Linked DNA regions of Mus musculus: region 2 is linked to region 1. The links are chromatin contacts, called in public Hi-C maps. All regions are on one chromosome and are shown on one strand. The core of a region is the stretch at or near the end of the contact, and the rest is flanking DNA. Distances in the headings are between cores, read along the strand shown.

The links. A called contact is a pair of places that touch in the nucleus more often than the background predicts.
Region 2: a Hi-C map of myeloid progenitors shows a contact between it and region 1, with 2.8 times the contacts expected there. The contact joins two enhancer-like sites. A contact is called at or near these places in 21 of 484 Hi-C or Micro-C datasets (the CH12 cell line, the G1E-ER4 cell line, the HPC-7 cell line and 13 more) and 4 of 115 datasets of contacts at active chromatin or transcription factors (bone marrow-derived macrophages, embryonic stem cells and large pre-B cells).

What each region holds. Positions count from the first base shown.
Region 1 is chr15:12,373,685-12,377,955 of GRCm38.p6, forward strand. It overlaps Pdzd2 (PDZ domain containing 2), which reads right to left. Exons shown (of 26, transcript NM_001081064.2): 21 at 1-2,696. Among named protein-coding and RNA genes, the nearest start is that of Golph3, 54 kb to the left of the region's middle. Within about 2 kb of position 2,532, at least 121 of the 459 cell types and tissues checked have an H3K27ac peak or open chromatin away from gene starts, as enhancers often do. A contact at or near this core is called in Th1 cells and myeloid progenitors, where this site is marked.
Region 2 is chr15:12,477,607-12,481,877 of GRCm38.p6, forward strand. All of the region lies in intron 3 of Pdzd2 (PDZ domain containing 2), which reads right to left. Among named protein-coding and RNA genes, the nearest start is that of Gm52211, 12 kb to the right of the region's middle. Within about 2 kb of position 1,790, at least 68 of the 459 cell types and tissues checked have an H3K27ac peak or open chromatin away from gene starts, as enhancers often do. A contact at or near this core is called in Th1 cells and myeloid progenitors, where this site is marked.

The DNA of each region.
Region 1 (4,271 bases), core at 1,282-3,781:
GGAGGAGGAGGCCAGTCTGGCCATGCTGTAGGACCAACGCATTTCCTGTTCCCCCTGGGAGGCCTGGGAGGGAGGGAAGTGCGGCTGCTTTGGGGACGATTCTGCTGACTGCCTGAGTCGGACCGAACTCTTCTCCTGACAGTTGCTCTGGGTTAAGAACCCGCCCTTTCTGTCACTACCAGGTGGCTTGTCGCCACATGCATTCTTTGGCATTCTTTCAGAAGAAATCTCAATGATTTTTAGCTGGTTTGTCCTTTCCAGAGGATCACTAGCCATTTTTTCGGTTCCTTTCTCACTGATGCCCTGGGGCTGGGCTGCTTCTGTTAACACCAAGTCTACTCGGCTGTGTGTGAACTGCTTGCTCTGTCTGACCCCTGCCAAGGCTATATTGGTCCTCGATGCGGAGGGACTCACTGACCCAGAGTTAGCATGGGGCACCTTGCCCTCTGGTCCATACCTAGGGGGCCTGGAGGTGGCTGGACAGCTTGTGTCAGATTCCAGGTAGACAGCCATGTGGAACCTATTGTTTGCACCTTGCTCAGGGAGAGGCTTGGGGGAGGTCAGGGGAGAAGTAATGGTTCTAATGCTTGTGTCAGATGCGGAGGTCCTCAGCGACCCAGAGGCAGCCAGGGGTGGCTTGCTCTCTGGCACACACTGGGGAGGCTTGGAGGTGTCTCCAGCAGTGTTCTTAGGCTCCTCTTGGTCAGCTATGTGGAGCCTGTGTGACACTGCCTTAGAAAGCATTTTATGGGCAGCCTGGGGTGAAGGCAAGGACTTCCTGTGGTCGGTCCTGCCGCCCTTAGCGGGACTGGCCACAGGTGCCTCCGGACTGGCTTTGCTTTTGCTGTTCAGCCTCTTAAGCTTCGGGCTGCCCTTGGGCTTCTGACAGTTACTTAGTGTTTCCACTGGGCTTTTAGGGGATAGGTCCTTATTTTCTTGACTCTTCTGCCGGGGAGGTGGACTCTTAGGCACAGCCATTCCCTTTCTGTGGCTGGGGTTCACCGTGTTGCCTTTCGAGCCAGGACTCATAGCCAGCATTGAGGGTTGTTCCTTCTCAGATTTGCTCTGCAGATGTGCGCCTTGGCTGTCTTTATTTATGTCTTTAAACCAGGTCATGATAGGCCTCCTGGAGGTCGTTTTTGGTTTCTGTAGCAAGCCGTCCAGGTTGCCGCCCTTGGCAATGTGTAGGTTTGCCAAAACGGCCTCTCCATTCTTAGGGCCCTCGGCCCCCAGGGCATACACACTGCTCATGACATGAGAGGCATCTGCTCCTTTGTCTGGGGTTCCCTCATCCAGCAGGTCCTGTCCCAAACCATTTACCATATCTGGGTTCCTGAGCACAAATGGCGGGTTTCCACAAGGTCTGGTCGTTTGAGAAGGCTGGCTGTCTCCCACGACTGAGCCGGTGCTGCTGACCGCCAAGGTTTCCTCTGCGCACCCGGGCATGTGGCTCCGTGAAGTCTGTACGCCCGCCCAAGTCTCATGCTCCAGAGAGCTTACATCCAGGAAGGAAAATGGCTGGGAAGAGCCCGGGATGCAAGTGTTCGAGGCTCCTGTCATGAAGCAGGCTTTCTCGCAGGCGTCCCCCACCGGCTCCCTCACAGTCTGCTGTACCGAGGGAACTGCGCCGCCTGCAGCCTGGGCAGGAGCTTGGGCAGGCACTGGGGTCTCAGGACAACCACCTGGGGCACAGATTTCTATTTGCTCGTCCTCAGACTCACTGCTACCTTCCTTACGGGAGGACTCATGAGATGGAGGAGCTGGCCAGTTGTTCCTGGCCGCTGCTCGTGGATCTTCAACAAGAGACTCGGGGTCTGAAGACGAGTCTTCAGCATCGCCATACATGGACGAGGGCGAAGGTTCCGAGACGCCGTCTTCGTGGAAACTGCTAAAATTTCTGGAGTAGTTGTTCAGAAAGTTTTTGTTCCCAGCCAACTGTTTGTCAGGATGGACGGAATCCAGAACGGAAGGCTGGAAGGTCCACTGAGGGGGTGGGGGTGAGCCTGTGCCTCCGGTCTTCCCATGGTGGGAACTGCCACCCCCAGCTCCCCCTGGTGGCTGACTCTCAAAAATGTCCTGGTGAGTCCTGCAGTCTGCTCTCTGAGGAGACTGAGAAAGCCACGCCTCCGGGGCTTCCCCAATGAACTTGTCAATGTCTGTCACCGGGCTCTCTGTGCTCCCCGACAGGGTCCCATCAGTAGTCACTGGCACAGAGGGACCGGCGTGTGACAACTTTCCAGATGCTGACGCTGTTTCTTCAAGCAGAGCCCTATCTTTCAAGCTTGTAGGTACGCAGTGTCCTGGAGTTTCCAGGGCCTTGCTGGGACCCGAGGGGTCTCGGCTCCTTTCCTGACCCAGGAGGGAGGGATGAGGGATGGCCGTAGCTCGTGTCTCTCCTATGCTCATGGGGACAGCTGCTCTCCTGGTGCTGGGAGTGCTGTCCCCAGGGCCAGCCCAAGTCCTGCTGGAGTCGGGAAGAGCTGAGGCCTTCTCCCTGGGAGACAGGCTTCTCTGGCTGGCTGGCTTCATTTTAGATACGCCCTGGGACTCAGGCTCCGAGGTCCCGGGAGACACAGGCTGGCTGAGGCTCTCAGGTTGGAGGACTTGCTCGGTGACTGCAGGAGTCTCGCTGGAGTCAGGACGAACTTCCCTGCTCTTCCCTGGGGAAGGGGGATGGTCTGAGGACCCATCCCATCCTGTATAGGGTAGGGGAGAGGAAAGGGAAGTGTAAGCAAACGGGAACCCTCTAGAAGTTCTGCAAACATAAGCCATCTCAATACTGTTTCTCAGAAGTCCACAGCCTGCATCTAGACCTTTGGTTTTTTTCTCTCTCCAATTGTAGAGCGCTCAGATCTAGGAACCACCACCCTGCTTTAATGGCCTTAAAGTAACTGGGACAAGCAGAATGGACATTTAAACTTGCCCATTTCCCTCTTTGTTTGCTTTCAGATAGGAGACACCAGAAATCTTCTGCCTGGGTTTCTTTACCCAAATGTCTCTGCCGTCAGCAGTTCTGGAAAGACAGACACCGTTGGTTGTATTCCTTAGCTTTGGCCTAGACTGGGCAGAGGCTTCGTGTCTTACCTCATTCCAGCATCTATTTATCTGACTATGAGTGACTCGGACTGTACCAAGAAACAGTTCAACCTCCAAACCACAGGGAGGCTTGCTTTTTTTTTTTTTTTTTTTTTTTTGCGCTGCACAGGAGACGGAGCCGACGCTCCAGGTGGGGCCCTTGTTGGTACTGAGCTTCAGCTCGGCTTTGAAGTGACTTGTCCAAACAGGGGATCTGAAAGCCAGTTATTCCAGGAAGCCTTAACGGTAGAGGAAGCTTGAGAGGGGCTCATGAGGGACGGATTGCTCCGAGTGGGGAGGAGAACACCAGGCTGAAAGCACAGAGGCACAAAAGAGCACACAGCTCCGAGAAGCAGGGACCGTTGGAAGGGGGGCAGTTGGGGGGGGCATGGCATGTCACTCAGGGCAGGTGCTGAGAGCCGCTCTGTCCTAGGGTGTCTCCTCAGAAAGCCCAGTAGCATGCACTGCACTCTCTTGGGCTAATATCACTTTGACAAGTGACCCACAAAAGGTCTTCGTATGAGCAGTGTTACCCCAAATGTTAAGTATATGTCCTCAAAGCTTTATAATTATTAATTGGTTTTAAATACAGAGTCTTGGGGCTGGAGAGATGGCTCAGTGGTTAAGAGCACTGACTGCTTTTTCAAAGGTCCCGAGTTCAAATCCCAGCAACTACATGGTGGCTCACAACTATCTGTAATGGGATCTAATGACCTCTTTTGGTGTGTCTGAAGACAGCAACAGTGTACTCATATAAATAAAATAAATCTATTAAAATGTTTTTAAAAAAAGAGAGTGTCTTGAGTATCCCAGGCTAACCTTGAACTCACTATATACCAGAGGGCGACCTTGCGATAACCATTGAGCCATCTTACTGGCCCTGCTCACATGACACTTTGATATTGGGTTTCAGCAAGTTCAGTAAGGCAGGCCATGAACCTGCCACCATCCTATCTTGGCCTCAGGACTGGTTGGGATTATAGGTTTGTGTCACTGGGCTTGGCTTTAATTGAATCTTTTATCCCCCTCCTGTTGTCCCTTTATGAATAATTACAAACTAATTATTAGCCAATAATGAAGTCTTAGCACCGTGGAAGGAGATTTCCACACAGTTAATTTTCTTCCCAGTACTGGGAGGTGGGTGGGCCCTGTGCATTGAGAGAACGAGGAAGGGAGTCACCGAATGGTTAGGTAAC
Region 2 (4,271 bases), core at 540-3,039, 100 kb after region 1:
ACCCGTTTCAAAACGTGAAATTTCCATATGTGAAACTTCTTGCTATACACAGGACTGTCTTGACTCGCTCCCCTGTTCCGGGTCTGTTGGTTGAGTCACGCACCACACTATCTTAATGACTACAGCTTTAAAGCACAACACGCAGACTGGTGAGAACGCACCCTGCCCGGCTTTTAGTTTGCAAAAAATTTCTGAGCTCTTCGCTCACTCTCCCCCACTTCCAGATGAATGTTAGCTCGAGCAAGTCCCCAAATGATTCTTTTCAGATGTTTTTTTGTTGTGAATTTAAAACCAATTAAAATATTTTGATGAGATGTCATTTATTTATGGGTAACAAAGTAATATAATACAATCTGGTATTCTTAAAAGAATTTTGAGCCAGTGGGATGGTTCAGCAGGGAAAAGCTATTCTGTGCAGAACTGACAGTGTGGTACTGGTCCCTGGGACCTCTAATGGTAAGAAAGAGCTAACTCCTGAAAGTTATCCTCTAACCCCCACACGCATGCTGTGGAACCTGGACACGTACCCACCCACCCACCCACCCACCCCACGGGCACAGAGGGAGTAAGAGAACTAGAATAATAAAGTTTAAAAAGATGCCTACAGAGTCCATGCACCAGCTGCAAGAACTATGGTGAGGAATGTATATCCCAAACGACTGTTCTTTAATGAAGGTTACAGTAAAGCAAGGCTTTCCACAGTGAAAAGCAGCAACCAATTTGCTTCACCAGCCCTGGTGATGATCACTGAGTGTTTAGAACGGATCTCCAGGCTCTGAGCAGCATCCCACAAGCCTGCAACTGACGTCGAGGAATCCGAGGTTTTCTGTAATCAAAGGGTCTGAATCCAGACATTTGCATCACATAATTATTCCTCATCACTCTCTTTCATGATACCCCTTCTCCACTCGAACCTGAATTTCCGAGTGCTGCACTCATGATACAATTAACCATGGGCATCGATGTCTCAAAATCATTACAATAGACTTTCAATGGGGCACATCCAACTTTACACTGAAGGCCATTTAAAGAGATGTTAGGTCCTGGCACCTCTGTAAGTATAATAATTACAACTTAGTAAAGGGGCATAATGTTAGAAAAATGGCTGATTTCCTTTAAAGATGCTGACTAGATTTTTCCTTCCAAAAAATACAACAAAAACCAAGGAGATGTAACTTGGTTCAAAATGTAGTCAGAAACAGAAATAAAACCTATATTCAAAATTGAAGCAATGGACATCTGTGGCACATATATACACAGAAATGCAATTCGGCAGTACAAAGGAACAGACTTTTGATACATAAAACTGTGCAGATGAATCCCAAATGCATTATTCTATCTGTACTAGTTAGTGTTAACAGTCATGACATCAAACATGGTCCTCGGCCACCAAATCTTCCTTGCTTTTTGCCCCATAAGCCAAGATCGTTACACTTCCATTGCCTTCTGTGGGCTTCCAAAATCCTGCCAATCTGTAATATTTAGCGTTAATTTCTGGCGAACTGCTTGATGCTTGCAACCTCAAAGCTGTTGTGCTCCGACCTGGTGTTTTACATTGTCCCTCTGTTACATATGAGGGGGAAACCGTCACTTGGTCACGTCTCCTGGACTGGCTCCTCTTAGTGTGCTTTAGTTGTTAATCTTTTCTAATTTTTAAAAATGTGTAAGTTAGGGAAATGGCTCAGTGTTTAACAAGCTTGTATGCGCACAAGAGCCTCAGTTTGGATATAGCAAGCCTGGGTGAGTCTCCCTCCCCCAGCGTCAGGCTTTGGAACGCTTGGTCCCTCACTGATACTGAGGTTTGTGGATGCTTAGGAGGTGTGGCCTTGTTGGAGGAAGTATGTCACTGGGGGCGGGCTTTAAGGTTTTCAAGCTTAAACTGTTCATTCCCAGCCTGCTTGGAGTTCAGCTTGCAAGCCACCAGCTTCCTGTTCCTGTTGCCGAACCTTGACTTCACCAGCATGAACTCTAACCCCCTGGGGCTGTTAGCCCAGATCTTTTGTAAATTGCCTCGGCAATGGTGTTTCATAACAGCAATAGAGAAATAACCAGTACACAGGGGGTTCCCCCAGAGCAAGCTGGCTGGTAGGACTAGCTGTATCAGTATGCTCTGAGTTTGATTGAGAGAGTCTGCCTCAATAAGATGGAAGAGCTACAGGGGATGATGGCTCCTGATATTAACCTTGGGGCTCAGCTGGGCAGTGGTGGCGAACACCTTTAATCCCAGCACTTGGGAGGCAGAGGCAGGGGGATTTCTGAGTTCGAGGCCAGCCTGGTCTACATAGTGAGTTTCAGGACAGTCAGGGCTACACAGAGAAACTCTATCTTGAAAAAGCAAAAACAAACAAACAAACAAACAAAAACCCTTGTGGCTCCATACACAAGCATGTGTCCCACACATATACATGCATGTACACACACACACACACGATAATAAAGAAGAAAGTAAGGTTATCTTTGAACTAACGAACAAAGCAGCTGGAACAAGCTCTTCTCCCTCATCAAGTCTCTAGGTAATTCTACCACAGGAGGTGTTACTGCAGCCCAGCAGGGGTAAACAGGCTTAAAGTCACTGGAAATGACTGAAACCACTGAGCACAAGGCTCCCGTGTTAATGTTTCAATAAAATCTTTTGTTCGGTTCTGCTAAAGCCTTTTCAGTCTCCTCCTTTCCCCCTTTAGGCCACCCCTGGCCAACCTGTGAGTGCTGGCATGTCAGGACCCACTCTTCTGGGGGAAGGAGGGCTTCTCAGAGCTGAGGCTCATAGAACTCACGAAGCCCCCTATTCCTGTGTCTCCACACTTTCACACTGCCCATATACACCTGCTTAGGAATCAAAGTCCAACTCAGAACAGCCCCCGCCTCACAAAATTTCCCCCCAGCCTACAGCCCTGCATAGCATCAGGTGACCTTGGCTATGAAAGCACATGCAACCATTATTGTTATCATTCTGTCCAAGCTCCTCCCCACAGTTACCTAGCAACAGCCAGGGAGGCCTGGCTATAAAAGGGGTTGCTTGCCCCCTCCTCCCTCTCTTGTTCTCCTGTCCCCTTGCCCTTCGCCCCCTCCCTTCCCCCTCTCTCCACATGCTCATGGCCAGTCTCTACTTCTCTCTCCTCTCTCTTCCCTCTCCCCTCCCCACTTTCTCTGCCTCTACTACTTTCTTAACTCCCCTCCCCGTGCCCTGAATAAATTCTATTCTATACTATACCATCGTGTGGCTGGTCCCTCAGGGGGAAGGGATGCCTCAGCATGGGCCCCGCTGAGACATCCTCTTCCCCCATACCTTACCACATCACCACAGAACATATCTCCTCTTTTTTTATCTTTTTATACAAACACATCAATTATCATATGGTAAATTCACATATTCTTCTAGTATGGATGAATTCTTTATATTTTATGTATATTGTCTCTTTGTGCCTTCTTCCCCTAAACTCGTGCAGCTCCGAGGAGACGTGTAGTGGCTGCCCAACACTGAGACTAATCAGCATGGACTACCCGAGTATCTCTTCCTGGCTGTGCAGAACCATTTCCTGGGAGGATGAATAAAGCTTTATTTTAGGGGGAATCTGCTTGTTGAACATCTGCAGCAGATTTTCACAGATATTAAAAGCTGTCTGGTTTCAAATCAGACTTGGAACACACAGTCCAAACCTCTGTCATTCGAAAAGGCTAGATCTTGAAGCTTTTTGCCACCCAGGACAACAAAAGAGGGGGGAAGGAAGGCAGCCACTGCCTTCTGGATACAAAACAACATCCTGGGACTTGCATATACTTGCTCACCTGCAGCATCTGCTTTAGATCGCAGTGGAAAAGTGATTGCAAAATGAGCAGAGAGTGTGAAATGATTCATCAACCGCTGACAGAATCACCCTAGTCAGGAAATGAGAAATCCCGATTCCTCCTCCCTGCCCCCAGTAGGCTGTTAGTCCTACGAAAGTGTTGCTTCTGCATATAGAGGGTCCATATAAGACAGTGGCTCTCAACCTTCCTAATGCTGGGTCCCTTTAATACATTTCCTCATGGTGTGGTGATTCACCAACCCTAAAACTAATTTCCTTGCTACCTCCTAACTCTTAACTTTGCTACTTTTGTGAATCATAATATAACTGTTTGATATGCAGGATACCTAATGCGAGATTCCTGGGCAAGGGCCAAAGGGGTTGCAACCCCCAGGTTGAGAACCACTGATACAGAGCCACTGAGCAGAGAAGGTGTCCTGGTTAGGTTTTGCTTCATTTTGCGTTTGTTAACTTGACACAAGTTAG